2 separate regions of the Anser cygnoides genome follow, and region 2 is linked to region 1. A link is a contact called in public Hi-C data. All regions are on one chromosome and are shown on one strand. Each heading gives the region's core, a stretch centred on a gene start, on an enhancer-like site or on the middle of the called end of the contact. The rest is flanking DNA. Distances are from core to core; before and after follow the strand shown.

Region 1 (2,700 bases), core at 18-2,517:
AGGCAGCGAGGCCGATGAAGTGTTTCTGCCTGAAGCTTTTCTGGGGAACAATCACCACGGGCTGCTTTCCAGGTGGGATCCGCATGCAGAAACCTGCAGCCCTGCCGTGCCGTGGTGCTGCCTGCGCCCCACAGGGGTTCCTGATCACAGAATCACAGAATTGTAGGGGTTGGAAGGGACCTCGAAAGATCATCGGGTCCAAGCCCCTGTGCGCAGGAAGCCCACAGCTCCCCATCTTGCAGTCGAGCAGTCACCCGGGTCGTGAGGCTTTACTGGCTCCGTTAATTTTCCGATTGATTTTTGGTTCTGTCAGTCTTCTCCTAGACTGGCATAATGGTTTTTTTATTTTCCTTTTGTTGCACTTGGCGAGAAATGCCAAGTCTTAGCGGAGCGACTCGAGGAGGAGGAGATTGGTACCCAGCACAGTGCGGCAGGCTGTCGCCAGCGCCTGCTTCTGAACAAGAGCCTTTCTGGCGTGGTCACCCTCTTTTCTTGGGTGAACCCCGACTGCTCCCCTCGGCCGGGCTGCCTCTGTGCTCTCGGGAAAGGCCGTTGTGGCTCTGCTTCTTCTGCCTGCTGTTCGAACTGGTGCTGACGTGAAGAAGAGGTCGGCCAGCCTGCTTTTGCTACCAGAAGGCAGATCTCCGTGGGGCTTCACAAACAGGAACGCTTCGCAGCTATCAGCAGCAGATCTGCCTTAAAGCTGGTTAAAAGTCTTGTCTGAATTACCTTGTTTTGGTTAATTGACCCCGCTCTGAAAGCGCGTGACTCAAGAAGGAGCGTGTAGCTGCTTCGAAGTGGTTACTGCTTTCCTCTGCAGCACAGGGTCAGCCTTTGTGGCTAGGAAATGAAGCTTCCCGAGAAGGACCCAAGCTGCTGCCAAAAGGGGCAATGTCCACCTCCGCAGACTCGTTGATTCTGAGCTGAAACAGCAGATTTTCAGTTTATCAGTCCTCGTTGCCCTGAACTTGTGCTTGCTGCCTGAATTGCAGCTTTCTAGCCGGAGCTGACGCTCTCTTCACGTGCTGCTCACGTGAGATGCTGGTACGAAGGCACAGACCGCCTGTACGTGACGTTCTTGTGTTGCAGGATTTGGCAGCCTTTGCTGGTGAAGCAAATGGCAAGCTTGGAAACGGGACGGTTAAATCCACCGCGGCTCAGATGGCACCCTGTCTGTGAATAACTTGACTAATTGCTTTCTGTTTATTAACAGAGATTGAGATAAATATGCTGGATGAGCAGCTGATCAAGTTTCTGGCCTTGCAGAGAATACATCAGCTTTTCCCTTCCAAAGCTCAGTCTCTGGCAAGCAGTGTCAGTGCCCATCAGCAATCTCCTGTGGCAAACCACATTGAAGGTAAGAGCAGCCCTAGAACAGTCGGTTTGGGTTGAGCCGTAGCTTTCTGGCATTCCCTTGCCTGTTCGTTGAAGATCTTCCCTCTTCTTTTGGTATCTGGCTGGTGCCGCCTCTCAGGCTGCTTTCCCTGCATTTCCTGCTCTGGCTATCCACTGGCCAGAAGTTCCTACAGGTCCCTCTGTGTAATTTTTTTATTTTTTATTTTTTTACAAATTATAGCAATAAAAACAATCTCCACGGACCTGAGTTTGGCATTAGCTTTGTTTATGGTCACTTGGTTTACAGTGTGGGCATTACTAACACCTAAATCTGGACAGGGATCGTGTCTTCCTGTTCCTCTGCATGCAGTCAGTTTAATCTGCTCTCAAGCACTAACCGGCCAGCCTTGGTGCAGGAGCAGTTGCCTGCTCCCCCTTTGCTATGGGCCTGGGGCTGAGTATCCAAGATAAGGTCTTGGGAAGCCTGCTGGTATCAGTAACCTTCTTCTGAAACTCTGCGCTTGCCTGCTGTAGCATCGCAGCATTCTCTAAACGCTTTGTCAGTCTTTTTGAAGGCTGCTGTAGGGCGCAGCACCAGGCTGTGATTCGAGCTGCTTTCCTGTGCTGCCCTGGAAATTCTTGCAGCCTGCCTCCCAAAAGGCAGCTTGGTGCTGTCTTAACCCCTGGCCCTTTCCGGACAGGATGATGCATCCAGCTGACTGTTTGGCGTTGCTGATGAAATAAAAATTAGATCTAAAACCTCTAGTGAGCCCTGTTGAGTCAGCAGAGCCGGGCAGCTGAAAGGGCTCGTGCAGGGCAGCCGTGCAGAGATGGGAGGCTGCGTGTTTCAGCTGTACTAAGCTCTGCACGTCCAACACCACTGTTCTTGACATAGGTGACTCTGCGAACAATCTCTTGTAATCCTCATGTTCTGGTTTTTGATACCGCGCTCTTGCTGCAAAACTACCACCCAGATGTGCGATCAGGAGAGGCTCTGCGTGCGTAAGGGGCTTATCTCCAAAAGGCAGCTGCCGAAATCCTGGCAGGCCTGTGGGGTCGGGAGCGTGATCTCTCTTCTACAGAAGACGATTTTCTGCCCAGTTAACAGGGGCGTGGGAGAAGGTGTGATTTGAACTTCGCTGCCAGGGAGCTGCTCTGGAGACTCGGTCCTGGACCCTGCTCAACCCGTGTGGTTTTCCTGCAGCTTTGCTGGAAGGGGGAAATCTCAGCTGTTCAGTTGGGGATGTTCACCAGCACCAATATTTTTTTTTAAAGCGGTGCTTTTACAGCAAGAGGCAGGTCTTTGATTACCCAAAGTGGGAGAGATTAAGAAAGAAGCTAGTGGTAGGAAGCTTGTCTTCTCCC
Region 2 (2,765 bases), core at 54-2,553, 44 kb before region 1:
AGGCCGGGGAAGCGCCGTGCCAGCGCCGCGGTGTCGAGGGTGTCACCGGGCCCCATGCTGCGCCGGCAGCCCTCCAGCTCCGGGTCGCCCACCGGCCCCAGCACCACCAGCCCCGTCTGCCTGCGTCCCCACCACCACGGTGACATTGGGGTGACATTGGGGACAATGGATGGCACCGTTAGCCGCTTATTTCCTTAATGGCTCCTCCTTTAGGGAGCCCCATAAATTAGCCGGAGCCGCAGGCTGCCTCCCCACCCAGCGCTGCAGCCCCTCGCCACCCCCAGCCCGGTTCCCCGGGGAGGGGACAGTGCCCGGCGCGGGGGCTCGGTCCTCGTCCCCGTCACCTGTAGAGGCTGGTGCCGGCCTCGGCCTCCAGCCTCTGCCAGAGGTGGAAGCTGTCGGGCATCATGCGGGCGTAGTGCGCCTGCGGGTAGGCGCTGCGGGTGATGCGGCTCTGCCCGTGCGAGCTGCCCCGCGAGTGGGGCAGGACGAACTGTGGGGCACGGGGACATCGGGGTGACCACGGCTGAAGGGTGTCCCCGAGCCCCAGTGGGTAGCTGGGTACGCAGCCCACCCTGAGGAACACTGCTCTGGGAAACAGCAGGGCTGGGGGGGGCGGCACTGGGGACACGGGGGGCCTGGCACTGGGGATATGGGGGTCATGGCACTGGGGATATGGGGGTCCTGGCACTGGGGACACTGGGGGCCTGTTACTGGGGACACTTGGGGGCCTGTTACTGGGGAAACAGGGGTTCTGGCACTGGGGATATGGGGGTCCTGGTACTGGGGACACAGGGGTCCTGGCACTGGGGACATCAGGGTCCTGGTACTGGGGACACAGGGGTCCTGCCACCAGGGCACCTGGGCTCTGTGCCATGTGCATGGCATGGGGCCAGGCACAGTGCAGCCAGGTCCCTGTCCCCGTGCAGCGGATCTGGGGACACGGCGGGGCTGGGGACGTGGTGGGGCTGGGGACGCCGGTACCTGCTCCAGCAGGAGTGTGTCCCTGTGACGCTGCGCCAGGTGGTAGGCGGCGAAGGAGCCCTGGATGCCAGCCCCGATGACGATGGCGTCATAGGACGCCTGGCGGGGCTGGCTCCGGGCAGCCATGTCCGTCCTCGTCCCCGTCCCTGTCCCCGTCCCCGTTCCCCTCGCGCAGCCAGGAGCTGAGCCAAGGGGAGGGACGGGGCAGAGTCCGGCCGGGTGGAGCTGGCGGCGGAGCCTTGGCCACCCTCCAGCCCCCGTGCCTGCAGCGGGAGCACGTGGGGACACGCTGGGGCCAGATCCTGCCTCTCCCCGTCCTCAGAGCCCCCCCATTCCCCACCGACACCAGCACAGCCCCCTGCCCCCCATGCCACCCCTACACCACTGCCACCCTGCTGCCACCCGGTGACACCGCAGGCACCCGTCACCCCCTGCCAGACCTGCACCCAAGGGTGCTGCGGGGTGCCCCGGCAGCAGCCAGGAGAGACCGGAGCGAGCGGGCGGCATAAACGCAATGGAAAATTGTTTTCCATAAGCCCCCCGCTCCCTCCCCACTGGTTCGTGCCTGCTCTCGGGACGAGGGGCTGGCCGTAGCCCTCCCGCGCGCCCAGGGGCCGTTTGTGTGCAGATTGCAGACCGCGCCGTTTGTTCCAGGGGAAACATTTTTTTTTCCTCCGGCGCAATTTATTATATCCATAAACTACTGGGTTGCCATCCTCGTGGTGTTTTTTTTCTCCCCCTCTGCCAGCAGATAGCAGTGATTTAGGGCCCGCCGGGCGGTGGGTACGCGGCCAGGCACCCGCATCGCCCCGCTGGCCGCGGTGCGTTTTGCAAGCGTGCAGATTTGGGGTGCGATTTGGGATGTGGGGACACACGGGGGGGCATCGTGGGGGGAGGGATAACGCAGGCAGGGGCTGTGCTGTGCCCCCCCAGCTTGTGCTGCCTGCCTGCTAACCCGGGGAATTAATTTACTCCGTCTCCCATGGTATAAAAGGCATTATTTACCAGCTAGCTGTCATTATTAGGAAATGTTAAATGCCGCTATCTATTTTGCTGCCTGCCCGCTCACCACTGGTGAGCACACGGCGGGCTCAGCACCATGGTGGGCTCAGCACCACGCGGGTGCCCGGGGCTGTGCGCAGCACGGGGCCCCATTACGGCGGCGCCACCGCCCTCGCCTTTGATGCTGCGAATAAATTCACCAATTTCCCAGGGTTTCAGCTCGCTTTTCCGCCGGCACCCAGCCTTTGAACAGCCCATACCTGCTTCTGCTTTTCGCTGGGAACATGAAGAATAATTAATTATCCATGAAATGTTAAATGGCAAAAATGAACTCCTCTCCCACTAACGGCGCGTTAATGGATCGCGCTGGAAAAGCCCGGGGAGGCCACCACGGCCGTGGGGACAGCCGGGGACACCCGCCAGGGCACGGCTGTCCCCTCCAGGTGGGACCCTCGGTGGGGCAGGCTCCAGCCGTTGCTTTCCTTGCATGGCCGAGCACAACCAGGTCTTCAGGGGATGTCTGTACCCCGAAACAGCCACATCTTGCCACGCTTCTGGGGACCCCCCTGCACCTCCAGCCTCAGTCCTGCGCCGGTGCCGGCTCTGCGGCAGCAAAACGTGGCTGGAGAGGGCAGAGCGTGCCTTTCCGTGCCCCACCGCCGTCCTCTTGACCTGGGTTTGACTTAACCGCAGGCAATGCTCGCAGCAGCAAGAAATCGGCTCCCTAAAGGAGCCGGCGCAGTTCAGGAGATCGGTGCCAGGCCGCAGGGTAAGAATGA

What was found. A called contact is a pair of places that touch in the nucleus more often than the background predicts.
Region 2: a Hi-C map of liver shows a contact between it and region 1, with 5 times the contacts expected there. The contact joins the promoter of PIPOX here to the enhancer-like site in region 1. A contact is called at or near these places in 2 of 7 Hi-C or Micro-C datasets (both in liver).

The regions. Positions count from the first base shown.
Region 1 is chr18:8,079,903-8,082,602 of Taihu_goose_T2T_genome, reverse strand. PHF12 (PHD finger protein 12) reads left to right here. Exons shown (of 15, transcript XM_066979904.1): 11 at 1,214-1,357. Among named protein-coding and RNA genes, the nearest start is that of FLOT2, 5.8 kb to the right of the region's middle. Within about 2 kb of position 1,267, at least 1 of the 3 cell types and tissues checked has open chromatin away from gene starts, as enhancers often do. A contact at or near this core is called in liver, where this site is marked.
Region 2 is chr18:8,123,972-8,126,736 of Taihu_goose_T2T_genome, reverse strand. It overlaps PIPOX (pipecolic acid and sarcosine oxidase), which reads right to left and starts at 1,303. Exons shown (of 8, transcript XM_048068042.2): 1 at 985-1,303; 2 at 345-493; 3 at 1-120. The coding sequence starts at 1,110.